2 separate regions of the Mus musculus genome follow, and region 2 is linked to region 1. A link is a contact called in public promoter capture Hi-C data. All regions are on one chromosome and are shown on one strand. The core of a region is the stretch at or near the end of the contact, and the rest is flanking DNA. Distances in the headings are between cores, read along the strand shown.

Region 1 (7,084 bases), core at 2,545-5,044:
CATCGTGTTGGGTCTCACCTGGGATCCTGTGGCTTCTGGCTCCCTCGCCCATAAAGAGGGACGACCTTCTCCCTGCTGATGCCAGCTTTACACACCGGGCATTCTTGCCGGTCTGGCCGGGTCTCCAGCCACTGCAAAGGAAATATGAAGTGTTTTCAAGTACAAAGAGCATCTCGGAGCTCCTTGACCCTCCCTGTTTCCCAGTCCACCTCATGAACACATACCTGGTGAAGACAGGGCCAACTGGATGAAAAACAAACAAAAAGCACACGTCAAACTACAGAAGAGAGCTGCAGACCCCAGAACATGGAAGCCCACCCACCACCTGTCTCCCAGGCACTGCTGCTCTACTGCTCCATTTCTCTCCATATTCCCAACAGCTTCTAGCATACTTGCTAACTTGACTTTTCCAGCTTCTTGCCTTTGATACTTGACATTTAAAGGTACTCACATTGGGTCCTCAACATCCTCCACACATTTGATCCTTTTCTCTCTTCCGGTGTCTCCTCTCTGTCTCTCCCTGTCTGTCTCCCTCTACACACACACACACACACACACACACACCTTCAACCTCCCCCTTTCTGCCTCCGAACTTGACTTCCCAATTCAACAGGTTTCCTTTCAGCCTGAACTCCATTCTTGCTCCTAATCCTCCAGACTCCCATGGTTTTCAGACACCCACATTGTTCCTCTCCTCCTTACTTCAAGCTCAGTAAAACCCCTCTCTCCATGACCCTTCACCCTCTCCATCTTGTCCTTACACAATGCCATTGTCTTCAGGTTTGACAAATCACCCCCTCCCACATCTCATCTTAATATGACCCACATCTAGGTCCATAGTCCCTAGATCTTCCCTCCTCCTCCGACAGGCACATCCCCTAAACTGAAAAGTCTCTCATCTATTTTATCTCAACACCTGGGTAGGTCTAACGGGGTACTGTGGTTCAGGTCTCGAATGGAGGAATATGCAGCGTCCCCCATTTCCCATTCCTCCTCATAACATACCATGCACCAGCTCATAGGACCCTCCCTGGAAAGATATCTCATTTGCACAGATGTGACCCTTCCCGCACCCCCACCCCATCTACATACATCAGCAAAGACACAAGTCCTCACTTTAGGCCTCCCCTACGTGTATGTGGGGAGGTGGGGTGGGACATATGCCCTCTGGTCATCTGAAAAAAACTGCATGGTCCCCGCTCTCGGCCTCCCCAGCACAAAGACGAACCCCGCCGCCTCACCCCAAGCCCCTGACTCGGATTCTCACCAATACAGGTGGCCACACACGCTGACCACAGCTTCGCGAGCTGTCTCCAGACATATATTACATTCGAAGGTCGCGCTCGCCCCGCCCCGCTCGCGATTTGGCCCTTCGGGGCCCCCGTCTTCTTCCTCCGCTGCTGCCATGGCAAGTTCTGCTTCGCCCCCACGTAGCCCTCAGTACCCCCAGGCACACACACATATACACTAACACAGGGCACACACACAGGCACACACACACTCACGCCCCAACAAAGCAGGTCCGCCTTCGGCCCAGGATCGTTGGGCAAACTTCAAGTTTTTCTCATCATTATTGGTCGAGGTACCTGCCAATCATATAGAATTCAAAGGACACGATTGATCCAAAGAGTGGGGGCGGAAAAAGGTGTGTGTGGGGCCCCTACCCTTGCACGATGATGATTGGCTGATAGGGCTTCAGTAACTATGCACTGCCGAGGGATTGGTCATAATGAGCTAGGCCTGTGTTGTCACTCAGCTAAAGAGGCTTTGATTCGTCAGTTCAGCTGCCAGTCATAACCAAAGCTCAGAAGGGATTGGCTCAGGCCTACAGAACTCGCCCACCATAAGCCTCTTTTTTTCCTTCTCTTCCTCTTTCTTAGAAGGTCCGGGTTCCTATTGGACTTTAGAGCGAATGGTTCCAAATCAAATGATTGGCTGGCATGACACGGAAGAATGAGCATGCGCAATAAGCGGGGGGGGGGGGCGTGGAATAGGCCAACCCAGACGAAGGCGGTGTCGACTCCAGTCCCGCCCCTTCACTCGCTCTCTCTCGTCACCATGGCAACCCCTCCGCTATTGGCGGGGCCTTAGGTTCAAAGGCCTCGACTCGGCCTTATCCGGGTCTTTCCGCCCGGACTCTCTCCGCTTGATTGGGCGGTTTACTCCGCCGCTGATTGGCCGAGATCTGGAGAGACGGTGCAGAGCTAAGGGGGGAGGGGGAAGGGCAGAAGTACCAGGGTCGCAGGGTTCAAGATGGCTCCGGCCTCCTTGGGTGACGTAGAGGGAAGACCTTGGGTCCGCCCCTCCCTCTCGGAGAAGCGGGGAGCAGAGCTGGGGTTAGCCCGACGCGTGGATGGTGCGGCCGTCGGTCTGTGGCGCCGGTGTTAACCCCACTCTCTCGGTTGGACGACTTAGCCTCTCTAGGTGATTCTCACAGCAGGACCGAGCCAAAGGCCCACCGTTGTAATGTGACACAGCAGACCACAGTGGACCCCCACTCCGTCCTAAACCTTACAAGCAGAAAAGGACTGGTTCCACCCTCTTGGGAGTGGGCGCCCAAAGGACAGAGGCCGACCCCTAGGTGACCCGCCGTAGAATGGGGTAGATCCGCCCCTTCCTTGTAGTTTGCCCTGCATAGATTTGGATCTTTTTCCTGGCTGGACGGCTGGCAGCTAGGGCCTTTCCAGCACTCAGTGACCCTCACTATGGCCCAAGGCCCAGAATTAGGTAACAGTCCTCGCATTCGCAAGGGCTCTTCACCAAGCCATGTAAATCACCCAGGGCAAAGGTGTCCATGGGCGGGAGACGAGAACACGCTAGCTAAGGATTATTCAATACCTTGATAAAGGACCTGTGTGACTGAGGAATAAAGAAAGGTGAGAAGCTGGGACTCTCTATAGGAGGAGGTACGGAGAAGCGAGGATCTGGAGTATTGAAGAGGTTTAGATGCAGAATAGGCGAATAGGAGGTAGGAACGATGGACTCGTCCAGAGTGTGAAGAGGGAAGTAGGGTTTGGCCAGTTAGATACGCGGCACATCCCACCATTTTATCACCCTTAGGAAGCAGTGTTTTATTGCTCGAATTCCATCGAAAGGACTTAGCTTCTTACAGGTCTCAGCTATAGCCTCAAACTCGGATACTCTTGCCCGAGGCTCTCATGTACTGCTGTTAACAAGCATACACCACCAAAAGCCAGCGGCCAGATCGTGTGTGTGTGTGTGGGGGGGGGGGGAGTGGTTGGCTCAGATTGGGTGAATGAAGAACTAGGAAAGTACTAAGTAGGAAAACAAGGTTGAAAGGGAGAGAAGGTCAGAGGGCTCCTTTATCTTTAAAGACTAAAGGTGGGTGGAGGAGATGGAGACCCGGGACAAAGGGCAAGTGGACAGAAAGCTGGAGAGCTATTCAGGGAAAGCCCGAGGCCTGAGCAGAAAAAGGTGAGCCTACTGCTTGAATTCAGAAGGTACTTCATAAACGTTTGTGATTGAATGGGAGACAGGAAAGGCAGGAGGAAGTGTTTGGGGATCCTAGAGTTACATAGCGCTGGGGTTCAAAGAAAGGCAACGGGTTCAGAGAGCGTGCGAGCGAAGCTAGACGGGGCAGAGGAATAGAGCAGCGAGGGAGCCGGGGTCACCGGTGCTGAAACCGGTGGCCCGAGCGATGAGGCTGACCGAGGCCGCGAGCGCCACTGAGCTCCCTGGGGCGGGGCCAGCGAGAGGCCCGGCAGGCATGGGGAGGAGATGCGGGTCTCTGAAGAGGCGATTGGCGAGGCCCGCTGCCCATCATAGACCCCCACTTCCTGGCCAGCCCCGGAAGTCAGCAGGCGCTGGGAGGGGTGGGGGAGATAGCGGCGGCAGTAGCCCCGACCCTCAGAGAGCCGGCAGGGAGGGAGGGAGGGTGTCGGGGGTACTGCCCCCCACCATTCCTACCGATATGGGCCCAGCTTCCCACTCCCACCACCCCTCCATCGGCCGGGGCTAGGACATCCCCAAATCCTGTCGCCCCCTTGGCACCGACACCGAGACAGAGATACAGCCAGCCGCCACCACCGTTGCCGCAGCCTGGCTGGGGAGGGGGCCCGTCCCCCAGGCTCCCCGCCCCATTGAGGTGTGGGCGGGAAGGGGGTGGGAGGCTGTGGGAGGAGGGGGCCGAGAGGCACGGGGATGGGGAGAGATGGGGCCGGGAGGGCCGGCTGGGGACAGGGTTGCTGGGGAGAGGGGCCTGAGCGGAAGAATGGGAGCGACGAAGGCTGGGAACAGGCTCCGAGGTTGGGGGCCTTGCTCAGAGTGCAGAGGCGGGCGAGAGGAGGGATGGGAACTCGGAATTTGGGACGGGGGTGTGGACAAGGGGACGAGTCTTGAAAAGGGGATTCCCTTCGGGTTTCCCAGCCCTTCTGCTGCTTTTTGGCCCCACATGACTTCTGGGTGGCGGTGAGAAGGCCAGGACTGCTTCCTAGGAATTGCTGTCAGGCACCCGCTAACCTCTCACACGGAAGCAGCACTGATCTGGAAGCGGCCTTCCACCCAGAGCCCCTCACTAGCACACGAGTGGCCTGTGGGAGGTCCGGCGCCTTGGATAGGATGCCCGGCTTCTGTGCAGCCCTGTGCTGTGCTTTCCATGGGCTGTAGAGAATGACGTTTAAAACCCCATCAGAATGGCTATCCGCTTTCACGCCCATTGCCCCAAGTTCAGTTTGTGACACGCTCCAGGGTCAAATCTGTGTGAGGACTTGGTATGTTTCACCTGTTGGGTGTTTCCGTGCGGCCTACCTGCCCTGGGGCTTCCCGTTTGCCTTAGCTTGGTCCCTCAGCCTCACAGGTGTTCAGTTCCAGAGGGTGCAGGGTTCTTCTGCCTGTGGGGTTCAGTGGTTCAGCCCTGTGACCACAGTAACCTGTTTAGTAGGTGTGGCTCTCACCAAAGATCTGCATGGTGTGACGACACATCGATGTGGCACAACGGTGGCATGTACTGGTTGCACCTGCCATTTATTTTGTAAATTCGTTGTCGGTGTGATTGATTGATTGTATGCTCATTAACCCATTTGCCATTCCAATGTGTTTATGGATCTTCAAACATTTCTGTCTAAAGACAATGCCTTCTTCAAACCAAGTGTTACACAAGTATTGTTAATTCTGCAAAGTATTTTTTGTTTTGTCTTGAGACAGAGTCTCAACGTAGTCCTTCCTGGCTAGCCTCAAGCTTGCCTGTCTTTGCCTTCTGAGTGCTGGTATGAAAAGTGTATGCCACCATGTCCAGCTAAGGATTCTTTTTCTTTTCTTCTTTTTTATCCCCCACCCCGGGGGCCTTGGCAGTTTCACATACCTTATGCTGGCCTCAGCTTGACATTTAGCCAAGGCTAGCCTGGTATTCCTTACATGCATGTGACACAACACCCATGTTCCAAAGAACCGTTCTTCCTTGGCTGACCACCTGACCTGTCTCTTCACATCTGTTTCTCTCCGTGGGCTGTATTTATATTCTGAGTCACATCTAATGCAAGTCTGTCCTGTGGCAAGCCTACAGTGCCCGTGTATATGGATGGACCACTCTCTGTGCCCCACTCTTTGCAGGGTTGGCACGTTTGATGACAAGTGTGGTGGCATGTTGGTTCCGTGGTGCATGCTGTGTGAGATGGCATCTTCGCGATGTGGCTTCCGTCACTGTGGCTTCCCTGTGGCCCTGTATATTTACAGTGGGTTGCTCTAAGTCTTCTTGCTGTCGTCAGTATTTGGGGCGGGGGAGGTGACCTTTTCTAGTTACTATACCTAAAGAAGGTAGCCATCGATGACGCTGAGAACACTTGCCCAGCACAGAAAATCTCGGCACTGCAGAAGCAAAATGAGAGGAAGCAGAAACAAGAACCGCGCTGCCTAGTGCTAGCTGAACAACTGTGGTGGTGTCTGTGGCCAAATAATCCCGTCACCAGGGTTTGCTGAGCATCCTCTGTACCTGCTTCTGGTGGGCACTGAAAATAAGGTAGAATCCCTGGCCTGAAGTCTCCTACAGTCTGAAGGAAGCTAGGCAGAAAAAAAACCAGTGAGCATTAACCCAAAGCGTGTTATCACCATCAGTACTTGGCAAGACCATCGAGCCTCATACTTACCTGGAAGGCACATTAACATACATGTTGGCCTGGTGCCAGGGTCACGCTGTGTGGGTGAGGCACACAAGTTTATATTTTTAGGCCTTGACAACCACTGATCATACCAGTGTGGTGGCACACACCTTTGGTCCCAGCACTCGGGAAGGGCAGGCAGGAGCATAGTTAACGACCAGTCTGGGGATATGCAAGGGCAATCGAGAAAATTTGTAATGAAAACGTGGGCCTGTTCAGGTCCCAAAAGGCATTGGGAAAGTGGTGCCGGCCTAGGTGAGGCAAGAGGAGGCAGGGCCTGCCAGCCAGAGAGAACAGCGTAGTCAAAGCGCAGAAGCATGGAGGTCTTGTGGCAAATCTAGGGACGTGAAGTAAATCATTTTGGAGACAGGGTCAAAGAAGTGCAAGTCAACTTTCCAAGAAAGGTCTTTTGGAGAGACAGATGCTCAGACTGAGGTGACAGCATCTCTGGCAGCCATGTGAGGAGGGATGGAAGGCACACTGCCCACAAGCAGCGTACAGCCCAGGGATCAAAGATGCTGGGCAGAGCAGTTAGAAAGCCCACTGTTTGGAGTTCTGGGGGGTAAGGGTGGGGGCAGGCTTTCCTCTGAAAGGAAGGAAGAGCCTTTGGCCTACATGGAGAGACAGGTATAGAACTGCCTTTTTATCACCTGTGAGGCTGCCTCCAGCAGTGGAGCAGAGGGGAGTAAAGAGGAAGGGCCCAGAAGGCAGGTTCTGCACGCTCTCCTGCACCTCTTCCTGCTCGAGCCTCTTCCTGCCCTGGCAGGCATTAAAAGTTCCTTGTACTGTTTCCTTGATATGACCTCTCACACAACCTGCCCGCCCTCACTGCCTCCATGAGGCTAGAAGGGAAGACGGGAAGGTTGGGTTTCTTTGCCTGTCTGTGGAAGCACCTTGGTATGTTGGGGATAGGGGCACAAAGTTCTCCACCTGGGGAGGAGAGAGTTTTCTAGATATGAGCTTACTGTATC
Region 2 (7,484 bases), core at 874-3,373, 230 kb after region 1:
AGTTCAAGGGTAGCCTGGTCTACAGACTGAGTTCCAGGTCATCTAGTGCTGCATAATAAGACCCATAAAAAGAAAAAAAAAAAAAAAAGTCCCAGTAGAGAATTTAAAACTGAGAAATGAAGACAATAAACTAAGACTTCAATGAGTGTGAAATACTTTAGTACAGCTGAATAAAAGACTATCGATCTGGGGTGGGAGCAATGCTCGGTGGCAGAGTAATTCCTGCTCTTGCAGAGCTCCCACATTCAGTTCCTAGCTCCCACATCTGGTGGCTCACAACCACCTGTAACTTGTACCTCCCCAGCTCCAGGGATCAAGTGCCATCTTCTGGCATCTGAGAGTGCAAACCCACATGTACACACACCCATGCTCACAAGCACATAGCCACAAGCAAATGAAATTAAGCTTTCTGAACAGATTATTAATCTAAGATGAAACTAAACAGTACAATTATAAAAGAAAGCCCAAAACTATTGAACATGGAAGTGTCTGAAGGGGTTCAAAGAGAAGATGTCTATGTAATTTCAGTGCCAGAAGAAAGCAATGAGAGAGGACAAGAGAAATTTCTTAGAGCTGGTGACAGGGCTGAGGAGGTGACTCTGCTGTCAAGTCTGCTGACCCAAGTTCAATCCTCCCCTCTCCAAAGAAAGAAGAGACTCCCTCTAGTTAACCTTCTGACTACTGTAAACCCCAGCATTAGGGAGATGAAAGCAGGAGAATATCAAGTTTAAGGCAGTCTGGGCTACAAATTAAGACCTTGTCTTAAAACAAAACTTGTGCAACTCTGAAAGCTTTTTGTTTAAAGAAAAAAAAAAAAACAGTTATAGAAAAGGAAGCACAGGGGCCATGGCCTGAGGAGGAGGTCAGAAGTCACCTGCAGGAATCAAGGTCAGAAACTCTGTAACAATATAAGGACAAAGCTAAGCAAGAAGGATCTGTGACAGCCTCTAAGGAGGAACTGCCCTAGTTAAAAGGAGCCCAGAGAGGTATGTAGCAGCAGAGAGCCGTTCACAGTGTTCTGACCTTCAACTCAGGCAGAGGTCTGAGAGTTCCTATAAAACAGAGACTGAAATCTGCCCACTGTGGATTTTTTTTGTGTGAAGAGACATGGCCCTGGCTTTCAATCGCCTTCTAAACTTGGCCACGAGGTTACATCACTCCTCTAGTCTCCCTAAGTATCTCATTTAGCCCCTATGCCTTGTGCACCACAGCCTAGAATGATCTGCAGCGTCATAGCCCACTGTCTCATACATCTATAATCTGCAACTCAGTGTACGCACATCAGGCAAGCAGCTACTCGGTGCCTCCCTCCTCTAGTCAATCCCCTAATCACTAACTGATCACTTGGGAAATCTGGGAATTAACACTAGACTCATCTCTCTCCTTCAGTCAATCTCTCTCACCGGTGACCTTCAGTACACCTTTGTCCGCGCTCACTAACCTTCTCTAACAGCCATCACCTGTCAGATGTGACATCTGCCTGCAGTTCCAAACCCCTGGGATTTGCTCTGCATTTGCCTTGGCCTAACGCCTGCTGACGGACGACTGAGTGTCTGAGCGACAGGGACTTGGCGAGTGCCCTCGAGGCTGCGGGTCGGAGGGCCGGGGCTGGTGGGGGGGGGACACGCCAAAGGTCTCCAAGGTGCTCACCAGTTGTAGGTCGGCCACCGTCCGGTCTGGCACCAGACTGTACACTTGGCTCCTCAGCGCGATGGGCGGCAGCGCATCCTCGAACAGCCCCCGGGGAAACAGCTTCACGAGCTCCTCGATGGCCTCGCGCGCCGAGCCTGTGGTGGAGCAAGCGCGTGGTCAGGTCCGGGTGGAGAGCGAGGGTGGAGACAGCGCGGAGGTTCGGACGCCCCAGCCCTCAGAGTCGCTGCCCAGCGCCTGGGTTGCCATGGTTACTACCCTAGGTCCTCCTCCTCCTCCTCCTCCTCCCCCCCCTCCTCCAAGGGTGGATACCCTCGGGCTTTCCGCGCCCAGGTTGCCATGGTTACCTGCTCTTGTTCTTAAAGGATCCGCTCTCACGGGCCCCGGCGCCCGCCTCCGCTTCACCCCAAAAGCCTCAGACGCCAGGAGCCGTCTCTTGCGATTCATAACCCGGATTTCAGGATTCCGGGAAAGGAGTCCCGAAGACCGCGTCTTCCGGCACAGAATAATGACGACGGGCCCTCTGGCTGGTCGTCTGAGTTTGATGACGAAGGCAGCCTCACTTCCGTCGCCCGCACCGCTGCTGATTGGCTCCCGACCAGAGCGCTCACTGGGGCGCGCCGAGGCGCGAGTGGCCCGCCTGGGTTCCCGCTCCGGTGCAGACGGACCTCGCCCACTCCGACGCTGAGGGCGGATGAGAGCGTCATCAGAAACAGCAACTCCGTGTTTGCATCCTTCTCCGGCTTCTGACGTGCGGCCCTGACGCCGTAGCCTCGAGGAGGTGGAGGTCGGTCAGGGTGGGGAGCTTTGAGGTAACCAAGTCTTAGCTTCAACCCCCAAACTCCTCAAGCTCGCCGCGTTCGTTGGTCCGTGGGTGGGAACGAGGCGCCCGGCTCCTGACACGCAGAGCCCAAACCTGGAAGCTCACTCGCTCCTTATCCACTGGAAACGCTTTCCTCGCAGGACCTCATGGAACCCAGAGGGACTAAGAGAAAAGCGGAGAAGACAGAGGTGGAAAAGCCTTTGCACAAACTCCCCCGGGCAGTCCCTTTACTGCGGACACAGCCCTCTCTGTACTCGGGACCCTTCCCGTTCTACCGGCGTCCATCCGAACTGGGCTGCTTCTCCCTGGACGCACAACGCCAGTACCATGGAGATGCCCGAGCCCTCCGCTACTACAGCCCCCCTCCCATCAACGGCCCAGGCCCGGACTTTGACCTCAGAGATGGATACCCTGACCGATACCAGCCCCGGGACGAGGAAGTCCAAGAGAGGTTGGACCATTTGCTGCGCTGGGTCCTGGAACACCGGAACCAGCTGGAGGGGTGAGCCCGGTGCAACGCAGAAGCTGACCTGGTGACCCGGCTTTCTCTTCTGAAGTTGGGAAAGCCAAATGGTCTTTAGTGGGGACTTTGAGTCAACAGAAGTAAAACTCGAGTCAGACCATAAACCCCGCATTCTTCCCTCCCAGGGGTCCCGGCTGGCTGGCAGGGGCCACGGTGACATGGAGAGGGCACCTGACAAAATTGCTGACCACGCCGTATGAGCGGCAGGAGGGCTGGCAGCTGGCAGCCTCCCGGTTCCAAGGGACACTGTACCTAAGTGAGGTGGAGACCCCGGCTGCTCGGGCCCAGAGGCTTGCACGGCCACCCCTCCTCCGGGAGCTCATGTACATGGGCTACAAATTTGAGCAGTACATGTGCGCAGGTGAGAGTCGTCGCAGCCGTGCGGTCCCTCTCCCCTTCCACAGAGGTCGAGATCCCCTTCCTCTGCTGCTGCCTTCTCTTCTTGTGCAGACAAACCCGGAGGCTCCCCAGACCCCTCTGGGGAAGTTAACACCAACGTGGCCTACTGCTCTGTGCTACGCAGCCGCCTGGGAAACCACCCTCTCCTGTTCTCCGGGGAGGTAGACTGCCTGAACCCCCAGGCTCCTTGCACACAGCCTCCCTCCTGCTACGTGGAGCTCAAGACATCCAAGGAGATGCACAGCCCTGGCCAGTGGAGGAGCTTTTACAGGTTCTGGCCGGGGCCGGGACTGACGGGGGGGGGGGTTGGGGGGGGGTTGGGGGGGGTTGGGGGGGGTGGAGGGTCCTGCTGACCCTTTGCCTCTCCCGTCAGACACAAGTTGCTGAAATGGTGGGCTCAGTCGTTCCTCCCGGGGGTCCCACATGTTGTTGCCGGCTTCCGGAACCCAGAAGGTTTCGTCTGTTCCTTAAAGACCTTTCCTACCATGGAGATGTTTGAAAATGTCAGGGTAAGGCAGGTGTCAGAGTGGCCATCTGTTTCCCCACCCCCTGTACCAAGTCCTCAGACCCAGTGCCCCTTTGCCACCTGCCTTTTCCTCTTTCCACCCCCAGTCTTCTGCCTCTTGTGCCCCCTCCAGAATGACCGAGAAGGCTGGAATCCCTCTGTGTGCATGAACTTCTGTGCTGCCTTCCTTAGCTTTGCCCAGAGCACAGTAGTCCAGGACGATCCCAGGTAAGGCCTTCATGTTTGTGCACTGCCTCTGGATCCCGGCTCAATCTCTGGCTTCACCCCACACCTCTGTCTTCCACAGGCTTGTCCACCTCTTCTCCTGGGAACCTGGTGGCCCTGTCACTGTGTCTGTCCATCGTGACGCACCCTATGCCTTCCTGCCCTCATGGTATGTGGAGACTATGACCCAAGACCTCCCACCACTCTCAAAGACTCCCTCTCCCAAGGACTGAGGACAAGTCTGGGCTCCGTGCAGATAATAAAGGCGTGTTTCTAAGTGGGTCTCTTGCTGTGTCTGAATGGAGTCACCTCTGTTCCAAGTTACCATACTCCAAGCACTCTGGTTTGCTCTTTATTTATATTTTTGGGTTTTTAGGGGGTTTTTTTTGTTTGTTTTTAGTTTTTTCAAAACATGGTTGGCATCAAACTCAAAGAGATTTATCTGCCCCTTCGCTGCTACTACAACCCAGCTTATTGTTACATTTCTATCCACACATCCTTTACTGGGTGTAGAGGCTGGCTGCGAAGACGATGTCCCGCCGTAACAAGGTGGCTGCCGTCTCCATCTTGGCACCCAGCACAGGCTCACCCACCAAACGTGCTGCTCCTCGAAGCGAGCGACACATCTCAGCCAGACGCTGGATGCAGCGGACGACCAAGCCCTCAGGGGTCCCTGAGAGCCCTGCCAACTCGGAGAAGGGCTATGGGAAGAGCAGAGTGAAGACTAAATGTGCCAGGTCTTGCATGGCTTCTCCCAACCAGCCAACTGCCAAACCCGGCACTTACCATACCCCTAGCCCACTCATACACAACCTCTACCAGCCCAAAATTCAGCTCTCCCACAAACTCCTCCACTGTCTGGTTCAGGCCACAGGCCACCTGAACCTCGCCAATCCGCTTGGCCACAGCTTTGACTCGTTCTACCCCCTGCAGAGGAGGAAGGAAGGGTTAAGACCTCCAGCATCAGGACCAGGGAGGCCCCTATTGAGGAGGAGATCAGACACACTGTGGGAGGCCTTTACCAAGACTGAGAAGAGGGTGGAGGGGTGGGGGTGGCAATGTATAATCCAGGAGAGGGGTGATGGCCCCTACCTGTTTGAGGGTACTTGGGAGCTGGTCGCCAGGGTCCCCGGGGCTCTGGCACACCAGGCCAGAGAGCAGAGCTGCGATTTCCTCTGGTCGCAGAGCGCTCAGTGCATTGTCAAACATGAGTTCAGTGAGGAGCAGCTCATGGCTGCTCATGGCACAGGCCACTCGGCCTGCCAGCTTCACTGTGCCAGCCTCATCCACATAGCCCAGAGTCCGGAGCACCTGCACAGAAGGGGGAGGTTTGGGGAGCCTGCTGTCTCCCTGAGCTTCCCTAACCTCACACACCCATCCTGCCCACTTACCTCTACACGCTGGTGGTACTCAGGGAGCAGTAACAGCGACTGGTCAGACAGGAGGAAGCGCAGCCTCTCCATTTCCTTCTGAATCTGCATTCGCTCCCGCAGCTTCACGTACTGAGAAAAGCCACAGCAGTGACCGTTACCACCCCTCGCCCTCAGCACAAGTGCACTGGGCATAGGGTTGGGGGACTTGGAGCTGGCTCTGCCTAGGAGCTACCTGGGCAGGAAACCGGGGGCTGTGCACACACTGAGCCCCGCGGATCAGCTCCTCCAGCTTCCGGGCCCGGAGCCCACCTTCTACCACTGCCACATCCTTGAGTTGCAGGTCGTTGATAGGGTCAAGGGTTGGGGGTCCTGCTGGATAGGACTGAGCCAGACGCAGCAGCTCCTGAACAGCAGTGGTCACAGCCGCAAGGGGAGGGTCCTTTCTGAAGGGGGGACAGATTTTGTGATCTGAGCCAAGAGGCTTTGCCCTCAGGCTGAGGAAGTCCCTCCAACACCCCATTTCACGGGCCCTTTTTACATACATACTCATGGTACATTCTCCATGGAATAAGCCTCTGACCTGAATTTTGGTTGCTGCCTCTTGCTAAAGTCCTCAGAGATCTTCTCCCCATTCACCCGGAGCACTTTGGTAGAGATGGCAGCCACATCTCCTGGCTGGAGCTTGGCCACGGTGTGCTCACAGGGCCCTGGGAAGTGACTCCGGTCAGGCCAGGCCTCGACATGACTCAGGCCTCACTGTGGCTCAGGCACTGCCTGCCTCTCACCTCACCTTCAGGCAGGAACAGCTTGAAGCCTATAAGGTCATCTGGGTGGGGCACATCTGGAGTGGCTGGCCCCTTGTCCCTTGGGTTATCAGACACAACAGGCTTATCACACAAGACCAATGTTGTAAATACCCTGCTGGTGGAGTTTGAGGAGACCTATAGAAGGCAAAAGTCCAGGACAGGCTTTGGGACCCACACACAGAGCCCTTGAGTTGTGGAGGGGTGGCCACGCCAAGCAATTAGAGCAGCTTGAGGGCCAGGCACAAGGACAAAGTGGTAACAAGAGCAAAAATGAGCACACCAGAATCATAACATGCCTGAGCCAACGGAACGACAGTGCCAGGCCTCCCACTGTGGTGCTGAGCCCTCTCGTCCTCACCTGCAGGATCACACCCAGTGCATTGTGATGTTCCTCATTCTTCACAACTACCACCCTTCCCACTGAGAGAGATTTCAGCCCATTCACAGACTCCATGATGCGTCGCTGGAGAACAGGACAGGCACAGGGGGACATAGGAGGATGCAAGATCAGGACACATGGACTAAGTTTAGGAGCACCAGTGTGACCCAATGTCCCTTCTACCATCTCCACATCCCCACTCACTCACCTGGATCATGTTCTGGGTCTCTGTCAGCTCCTCCGCCCAGCTGTAATACTCAGGTAGGTCAGCCAACTGACCAGTCACATCAGGCTCCTCCAAAGCCCCCAGCCTCTTGGTGAGGTCAGCCAGAGCCTGCTCATGGGCCTGAGAAGAAGCAGAGGCTGTGATGAGTCTGCCAGCCCAGCCTCTACACCCTCCCCCACCCCACTGCCTCCGCATGCCCACCTGGCCAGCCCAGACTGCCTGTCTCAACAGCTACGTTGCTCACCCTAACCTCACCTTGCTGTCCTTGCGGGATGGGAACTCTGAGAAGCTCCTCTTCATCATGTCCTCCACTCTGAGGGCATCCACCCGCAGCAGGTTGAGGATCATGGTATATGTGAGGCGGAACTGGGACTGAAGTTGGGATGGTTTCCCCTGGAAACAAGCCAGGAAGTCAGTGAGACCTGTGCTCCCCAGCCTGTCCTCTGTGCTCCCCAGCCTGTCCTCTGTGTTCCCAGCCTGTCCTCTGTGCTCCCAGCCTGTCCTCTGTGTTCCCAGCCTGTCCTCTGTGCTCCCAGCCTGTCCCCTGTGTTCCCAGCCTGTCCTCTGTGCTCTGC

Evidence for each region. Capture Hi-C pulls out chosen DNA fragments and counts their contacts.
Region 2: a contact with region 1 is called in a promoter capture Hi-C map of liver. The contact joins the promoter of Stk19 here to the promoter of Agpat1 in region 1. A contact is called at or near these places in 12 of 39 promoter capture datasets (the 3T3-L1 cell line, the C10 cell line, the HPC-7 cell line and 8 more), 1 of 15 datasets of contacts at CTCF or cohesin (the NIH/3T3 cell line), 10 of 484 Hi-C or Micro-C datasets (B cells, CD4 T cells, bone marrow-derived macrophages and 6 more), 21 of 115 datasets of contacts at active chromatin or transcription factors (the NIH/3T3 cell line, T-cell acute lymphoblastic leukemia, astrocytes and 12 more) and 5 of 9 other capture datasets (adipose tissue, embryonic stem cells, liver and 2 more).

Annotation. Positions count from the first base shown.
Region 1 is chr17:34,602,067-34,609,150 of GRCm38.p6, forward strand. Agpat1 (1-acylglycerol-3-phosphate O-acyltransferase 1 (lysophosphatidic acid acyltransferase, alpha)) reads left to right here and starts at 3,795. Exons shown (of 7, transcript NM_001163379.1): 1 at 3,795-4,105. Rnf5 (ring finger protein 5) reads right to left here and starts at 1,495. Exons shown (of 6, transcript NM_019403.3): 1 at 1,268-1,495; 2 at 225-243; 3 at 19-131. The coding sequence starts at 1,407.
Region 2 is chr17:34,834,780-34,842,263 of GRCm38.p6, forward strand. It overlaps Stk19 (serine/threonine kinase 19), which reads right to left and starts at 2,124. Exons shown (of 7, transcript NM_019442.3): 1 at 1,998-2,124; 2 at 1,651-1,787. The coding sequence starts at 2,097. It overlaps Dxo (decapping exoribonuclease), which reads left to right and starts at 2,240. Exons shown (of 7, transcript NM_001163770.1): 1 at 2,240-2,437; 2 at 2,614-2,975; 3 at 3,122-3,357; 4 at 3,447-3,666; 5 at 3,769-3,904; 6 at 4,034-4,128; 7 at 4,208-4,407. The coding sequence starts at 2,620. The coding sequence ends at 4,358. It overlaps Skiv2l (superkiller viralicidic activity 2-like (S. cerevisiae)), which reads right to left. Exons shown (of 28, transcript NM_021337.2): 19 at 7,165-7,302; 20 at 6,892-7,029; 21 at 6,663-6,767; 22 at 6,289-6,439; 23 at 6,079-6,205; 24 at 5,731-5,941; 25 at 5,517-5,627; 26 at 5,218-5,436; 27 at 4,912-5,052; 28 at 4,447-4,826. The coding sequence ends at 4,626. It overlaps Mir6971 (microRNA 6971), which reads right to left and starts at 7,092; the gene lies at 7,030-7,092.